Linked DNA regions of Danio rerio: region 1 is linked to region 2. A link is a contact called in public Hi-C data. All regions are on one chromosome and are shown on one strand. Each heading gives the region's core, a stretch centred on a gene start, on an enhancer-like site or on the middle of the called end of the contact. The rest is flanking DNA. Distances are from core to core; before and after follow the strand shown.

The links. Hi-C and Micro-C count contacts between places; a contact is called where the count stands out from the background.
Region 1: a Hi-C map of embryo shows a contact between it and region 2, with 3 times the contacts expected there. The contact joins the enhancer-like site here to the promoter of zgc:110158 in region 2. A contact is called at or near these places in 10 of 18 Hi-C or Micro-C datasets (caudal fin, embryo, fibroblasts and 3 more) and 3 of 4 datasets of contacts at active chromatin or transcription factors (caudal fin, embryo and gastrula embryo).

Annotation. Positions count from the first base shown.
Region 1 is chr2:44,819,793-44,823,608 of GRCz12tu, forward strand. LOC141378655 (a long non-coding RNA gene) reads right to left here. Exons shown (of 2, transcript XR_012393574.1): 2 at 1,227-3,769. Among named protein-coding and RNA genes, the nearest start is that of zgc:110158, 43 kb to the left of the region's middle. Within about 2 kb of position 1,844, at least 3 of the 62 cell types and tissues checked have an H3K27ac peak or open chromatin away from gene starts, as enhancers often do.
Region 2 is chr2:44,776,895-44,780,470 of GRCz12tu, forward strand. It overlaps zgc:110158, which reads right to left and starts at 1,452. Exons shown (of 18, transcript NM_001362582.1): 1 at 1,282-1,452. The coding sequence starts at 1,337.

The DNA of each region.
Region 1 (3,816 bases), core at 594-3,093, 43 kb after region 2:
GCATGGTTGTTGGTGCCAGACAGGCTGGTCCGAGTATCTTAGAAACTGCTGATCTGCTGGGATTTTCAAGCACAACAATTTCTAGGGTTAACAGAGAATGATCCAAAAAAGAGAAAATATCCAGTGAGCGGCAGTTCTTTGGGCTCAAATGCCTTGTTTATGCCAGAGGTTAGAGGAGATTGGCCAGACTGATTCAAGCTTATAAAAAGGCAACAGTTACTCAAATAACCACTCGTTACAACCAAGGTATGCAGAAGAGCATCTCTGAACTCACAACACATCAAACCTTGAGACGGAAGAGCTACAGCAGCAGAAGACCACACCTGGTGATACTCCTGTCAGCTAAGAACAGAAAACTAAGGCTACAATTTGCACAAGCTTACCAAAATTAGACAACAGAAGATTGGAAAAACACTGCCTGGTCTGATGACTCTCGATTTCTGCTGCGACATTCGGATGGTAGGGTCAGCATTTGGCATCAACAACATGAAAGCATGGATTCATCCTGCCTTGTATCAACGGTTAAAGCTTGTGGTGTGATGGTGTGGGGGATAAACTCTTGGCACACTTTAGGCTTATAAGTACCAATTAAGCATAGTGTCAACACCACAGCCTACCTGAGTATTTTTGTTGACCATGTCTATCCCTTTATGATCACAGTTTACCCATCATCAGATGGCTATACTTCCAGCAGGATAACGCGTCATAAAGCATGAATCATCTCACACTGTTGTTTGTGGCTGACAAATCTGCAGCAACTGCGTGACACTATCAAGTTAAAAGAGACCAAAATCTCTGAGGAATATTTCCAGTACCTTGTTGAATCTATGCCACCATGGATTAAGGCAGTTCTGAAGGCAAAAGGGGGTCCAGCCCAGTATTAATAAGGTGTACCTAATAAAGTGGCAGGTGAGTGTATATATGTAACTGTGCTGACAACGGAAATATTTCTGAACAGGTATTTCTCATTTAAATGTGCTGAATGATTTACTTACTAAAAGGCATTGAACGTAATTATTAAAGGCAAATATTTTGGACGTTTCAAAATGTGCTTACATAAGATGATCTCCTCAGTGAAAAGGCTTTGATTAGGCTAGATTTATCTCACGTGATAAGTGTTTAAAATACTAAGTGCATCTTTCGCAGTCTCATGATATAATTAAGCCCACAGAATTATTTGTGAGAACAGCCTTTGCAGAGCACTGAATTACGCAACAAAACAAAGATGCTGCTGAAGACAATGTCTTTATTTTTTGTCTATTAACATAACACAAACTGTTGTTGTAGTTGTGATGCTTTAAATATAGCAGACAATCAAAAGCAAACAATTGCAAACTATTTCAAAAAGAGCACATTAGTACAATAGTTTTAAAAGAATATCTGAAGCCGGACCTCGTGTCGCGCCTTGAGTGTGTTGTCTCTATGTAGCCAGGACACATAATTTGGACATTCAAAACCAATTCTGTCTCTTCTTAGCAGCCTCGTCGTCCGTGAACTCAACATTACTGTATCTCACTTGCTGTTACACAGAGAAACCAAAGACTGCAGATGATTCCACTGGGATGATTTGGTGAGAAGCCATAATTATATTAGATTAGGACCCTGCAGCAGACAGCTCATCTTCGACCACCTCGGCACCACAGGTTAGACAACAGAGGAGAAAAAAAAAAGATTAAGTGCAAAGAGGAGGTAGAGGTGCAAAGTCATCAAATCAAATCTCAGCCTTTTAGCCGTTTGGCTGGCCGGGATCCGCTGCTGACAGGGTTTTTTTCTGCGCGGCCAGAGGTCTTGGATTCTGTCTACATGCTGACTCCACATATGATCCCTATTAGGGCCTTGCGGGACCCCGCACCCCTCACTGTCTAACAGAGCAGGCTTGCACATACTCAGGGAGATGTTAGTGTTAATGGCTACCATTGTGTCGACGTGTTTAGACGCACGCATATCTATCCGGGAAATGACCAAGGTGGGTATAAATTAGTCAAGGTCATTTTGATGTGATTTGATTCAAATGTCAAATTCAATCAGTATTGTTGATAATCAAGCGGTGGCCTACTGCTTTGAGTCTTGAAGCAGAGCTAGTCAAAACCAAAAGAGAGAAATTAGATAAACTAAGGGTGTGTTCAGTAGAGTTCTCTTGGTCTGTCTGGTCTGCATCAACAATAAAATTGACACATTTGGTCCTGATTCAGTTGGCGTTCACACTAGCATTATAAAGTCCAAACTTAAAAATACTAAATTAAAAATATGCGTAAATTAATATCTGCTATACAGTATACATGTTTCCATCAAAAAATGGCAATAACATCTATGCACATTATTGGATTATCGCATAAAAGACGTGCGAATAAATAAGCGCTTCCATCCAACGAGTCAAAGGGTGCTTTCACATCTGCAGTTTGCATCATTTGGTCCGGATCAAGGGCAAGAAAATAATACATTGTAGCATTTTCTGCCATCTTTGGGTCGTTTTCACACCACACTGATTGCTTTGATCCGAACCAAAATGCAGTCATCTGACAAAATCCACATCACTTATTGGCCAGATGTTGTTAAACATATTTTCTAACATTGCAATTTTATTGTTCAGAATTCACGTGCAGGAAAATGCCAATGGAACTCCTGCAATTAAACAAACCGTTAGACACAAAATGTCCCTTTTGACTATAGAGGGATGACTGCACTGACTGATTGTATCCCTGCTCATACTCCCTCTACTATATAGTTTGTATACATCACTTTAGGCAAACTATACATTTCGAGAATAAAGTGCGGCTGGAAAACAATGTTTTAATGCATTGCAAATTGCGAAGGTGCATCGCACGTCACTTCAGGAGGAGACGTGAATTAATTTAACTAAACTGTGATATGGTCATCTTCCGGAAATATTACCAACAATTCATCAAGTTTCCCCCTCTCTCTCTGTTTAAAATTGTTGGCAAAGCACTGTCACATTTCATAATGCAGAGCGCATTGGCCTACGGCAGCTGGATTAGTCCAAAAGGCACAGTACTTTTTGCAGTTTGGTCTATTTTAATTCGAATCATATTCTCACCACAAACGAACTGCTCCAGGGTTCGTTTGAAAGCGTACCGAGACCACCTCTTGAAGGAGGTCTTGGTACGCTTTTTTCGTCCGTTTTTGGTGTGCACTCGAGTACAATTGCTACATTCACACCTGCTCAAACAAATCGCACCAAGAGGGAAAACTAACTCTAGTGCGATTCAACCAAACTAAATTAGGCAGGTGTGAAAGCACCCAAAGAGAACAAAATTGTCACTTCCTGATTAATGGCACCAAATATGAAAAGTAAAAACAGAATTTGCTGCAGTATGATCAAGCTGCATGAATCTTTACTTCATTTAATAAATGACTTGCGCCTCACAAGACAATGCTGACATGCAATGAACAAGTGGTGGCGTTTGAAGTTTGACACAATTCTGGAGGTAATTGATAATATAATAACACTAATGCTGGAATAGTTACAGCATTTTAGAACAACCAAAACAACATTTCGGATGTTTTATAGTGTGCTCAGCCTGCTGGTTTGACCAGTCACACACATTTTTATAATTACAAAGCTGAACGTCCATTGTGGAGAAGCTGCAGGAGAAGAGGTTACTGGCTGGTGTACAGGCTGGCTCTTTAGGATCAGTGCGAAGACTCATCTGTCATTGGGGCCTTGCAGGAATCAGTATCATGCTCTTAAATCCTCCATGACCCCTACAGCAGCTGCTCAGGATACGGCCTGGTCCAGGATTATGAAAACCTATGGGAACAAAAAAAAAGTGCAGATGCCATTCAATTTATAATGCA
Region 2 (3,576 bases), core at 202-2,701:
GTAATTTAATATGCATGTACCATGGTTTTAAATAGCTTCCAGAAAAATATTAGTAGTTTTCAACACCGATAAAACGAAATGTTTCACAAGCATCAGCGCTTTTTGTTTGGTTTTTTTATAATTTAATTTGATGGATTATGAGAAACTGAAGAAGACTTGAAGTCTTGAGTGAAAATCAGCTTTGTTGTCACATTTTTGCTATGGTAGATTAAAAACAGACACTTACAAGACATGCTGAAGTAAAAACAAGGGTTTATCTTCCACAAGTTTGTACTGTCAACTTATTAATTAGATCTAGCTAAGATGCAATACTCTATTTCTTTGAAACACAGTTGCAACATTAATTGACTCATGACATTTCCTACCATTCATGACTATCAATCAAGATTTGTTTTTTTTAATCATTCACAGATTTCAGTAACAAGTTTTCATTCACATGCCAGGTACCCAACTTGTGAATGAAGCAATTATACTCATTAGTGTAATGTTACATGTCTTTTACAGCACAAAGACTAACACACAGCTGATTAAACATGTCAGACATAAGCCAAACTACAAAACACCCCTATACACTCTCAATGACTTTGTGTGGAAATAATACTTCTAACGTTAGTCTCCTGATTTTTTCAGGTTTTCAATGATTAAGATAAATAACACTTTAACATTAGACTCCTGATATTTTCAGGTTTTCAATGAATGTGGAAACTCAATATGTCACATTTTCACTAAATATATGACCCTGTTCTATATGTCTATAAAAACTAGTCTAAAAAGTCACAATCAATTCAAGAGAACTCAAAATTTTAAGTGAGAATCCTAAACGATTTACAGTAAAACTAACATGAAGGAGTAACAGTAACAAGCAACTCTTGGTGATGTAAAACAATTGAAAACTTTTCTGTTGTCACCCCGTTTTACAGTAGCTCGTCCACAGTCTAACATTGTTCTGTGCACCAAGTATGATACCCTGGGACTCCTGATTATCTCGTGCCAAACAAGAGCATCTGAGCATCAACATGATGATGATGATGATGCACGGATCCAATGCCTCCACAAACTCCGCATCTGCACGGTTCAATCCCCCAGGTAACATCTCCAGACAAAGTTACTTCAGACGCAGAGCAAGCAGCATGCGTAAACAAAAACAGCGGCGCGAGACAACATCTGCAAATAAACTACTAAGCAAAGTGTCCGTCTCGTGTATTAACGCAGCGCAGGCATCAGAGACCGTGCAGCTTCTTTTGCCCCCCTCAATATGTGACAATGCACAAATTCACTTACTTCTCTCTGGCTTGACTATCAGACGGAACGACAGCTCCTTTCCCTTTGGCGTACATGGTGGACTCTGTTTGAAGACTTTTAACCTACTCAACACCTGTCAAAGGAAGCGGCCAGGAAAACGGTCTATCTCCATAGCTACCCGCTTAGTGTTTTCCTCCCTTTTCGTACATCTCCAGCATTGGCCACAAATCAGGCACAGTTTCTGCTGGGGGAACTTGAAACAGTCTACTGGTGGATTTTTTTTTTCAATCGCTGTTCCAGGATTAGGCTCGGCCTCCCCCTGCTGTGGAGAAAAGGGGGGGCTCCTTAAAGGGGAAGGCGCACTGTGTTCGTCGGATTGTTGTACTGTCTGGACCTGAGTAAATCAAGTAACAGACTTGGCTGTGAACAACACGTACGCATTTACTTTTACTAGATATTAACGTTTTTTTTTTCAATATAGTACAAAATATATGTCAAAACAGGCTAGTAGCCAGGGGTGGTTCGGGTGGTTCAAGACCCACTCCCCTTCTGACAAAGTCCAGAATTTGTCTCGTATATGAGCTCATTTGTCGCAGTTTTGACAGTATGCCATCATGAAATGTGAAAATAACCAATAGAAGAAGGCTTTTAGAGGAATAACCAATAAAATAAGGCTTTTATTATTTAAATGGATAAATTCTGACTGGGGAAATGAGCTGGCCAGTTTGTTATTTGCCTATATGCTACATTTTTCATTTAAAATAAGTTTTAACAGATTCCCAATTCTGCTTGCTTGTTTGTTTGTTTGTTTGTTTGTTTGTTTGTTTGTTTGTTTGTTTGTTTGTTTTATGATAGACCATAATAAATTAGCATTATTTTTTTTATTAAAACATTCATTAAATTATATACAACTAATAACAGTTTAAATTCACATTTGTAAACAAACATACATTTTTGTAAACAAAAATATGATAGGGTGTCACGGTGGCGCAGTAGGTAGCACGATCACCTCACAGCAAGAAGGTTGCTGGTTTGAGTCCCGGCTCAGGAGGCATTTCTGTGTGGAGTTTGCATGTTCTCCCCGTGTTCACGTGGATTTCCTCTGGGTGCTCCGGTTTCGCCCACAGTCCAAAGACATGCGCTATATGTGAATTGAATAAGCTAAAATGGCCATAGTGTATGTGAGTGAATGCGAGTGTGCATGGGTTGCGGCTGGAAGGATGTCTGCCGCGTAAAGCGTAAGCTGGATATGTTGCTGATTCATTTCGCTGTGGCAACCCCTGATTACTAAAGGGACTAAGCCAAAAAGAAAATAAATAAATAAATGAAAAAAATTGTATGATAAGCTCTTTGACAAAAATGTAAAAAATACTTTTGTTGCATCAAACTGTGTGATAATGATAATCATCTGACAAGCTAATCCGGCACTAATTAGCGCTTAAAATTTCAATAAAAGCAGTATTTGAACTTCAAATAACTGCAAAATTGTCCACTTTTTGAGAAAAAAGAACCACTGTTTTTAATAGGCTGGCTATGGGCCTGCAAAATTCTGGCTAGGGGAATTACCAATTAACAATTTATACTCTACGTCACACATACTGTCACATGGGTTCTACCGCGCATACCGGTTGCAAAAAAAGACTGGTTGCATAAGCAAACATGTCGAGTTGTGTGGTAGGATGCCAAAATCGAAAGTCCAAAAATAGAAAACTTAAATTTTATCCTACACCACACTGCTTTTAATACCAACCGCAGACATATTTGGCAAGCTGCCATCAAAAGAAGTGAATGGAGTAAGGACCTAATTATAAATGCTGGACTCTACAGTTCTCATTTTATATCAGGTTCACGCTTTGCTGAATCATACACGTTACTCATTTTTGATTGCAGCAATGATCAAAAACAGTTATATATAGTTAATTAAACTCAGCAACCTCGATGCATGTGCATCCTGAATGTTTACAAACCGGCAAAGAGCTTAGAATGACCAAGAGGTGACACTCTAGTGTAATTTGGCAAACAGCCACTAGAGGGCGCGGCGGCCATGTTGGAATGAAAACTCCAATAGAACAACAGCAAATTTTAAGTCTGTAAAATAAACTATTAAAAGTGCTAATGATTGTGATAATAAGTGTTGTATTGTCGTCTTTCAGGTTGTATCTCAGCTTTAATACGCTTTTTAAAATGATAAATAAAGAACAAAGCAACTGCTTGCCATCGCGACAGTAATGAGATCCAATGGACGACGATCACTTTCACTCCAAAATTGTCGCCTCTTGGTCATTCTAAGCTCTTTGAAACCGGTAATTCACCTATAAATTGTTAAAAAAAACA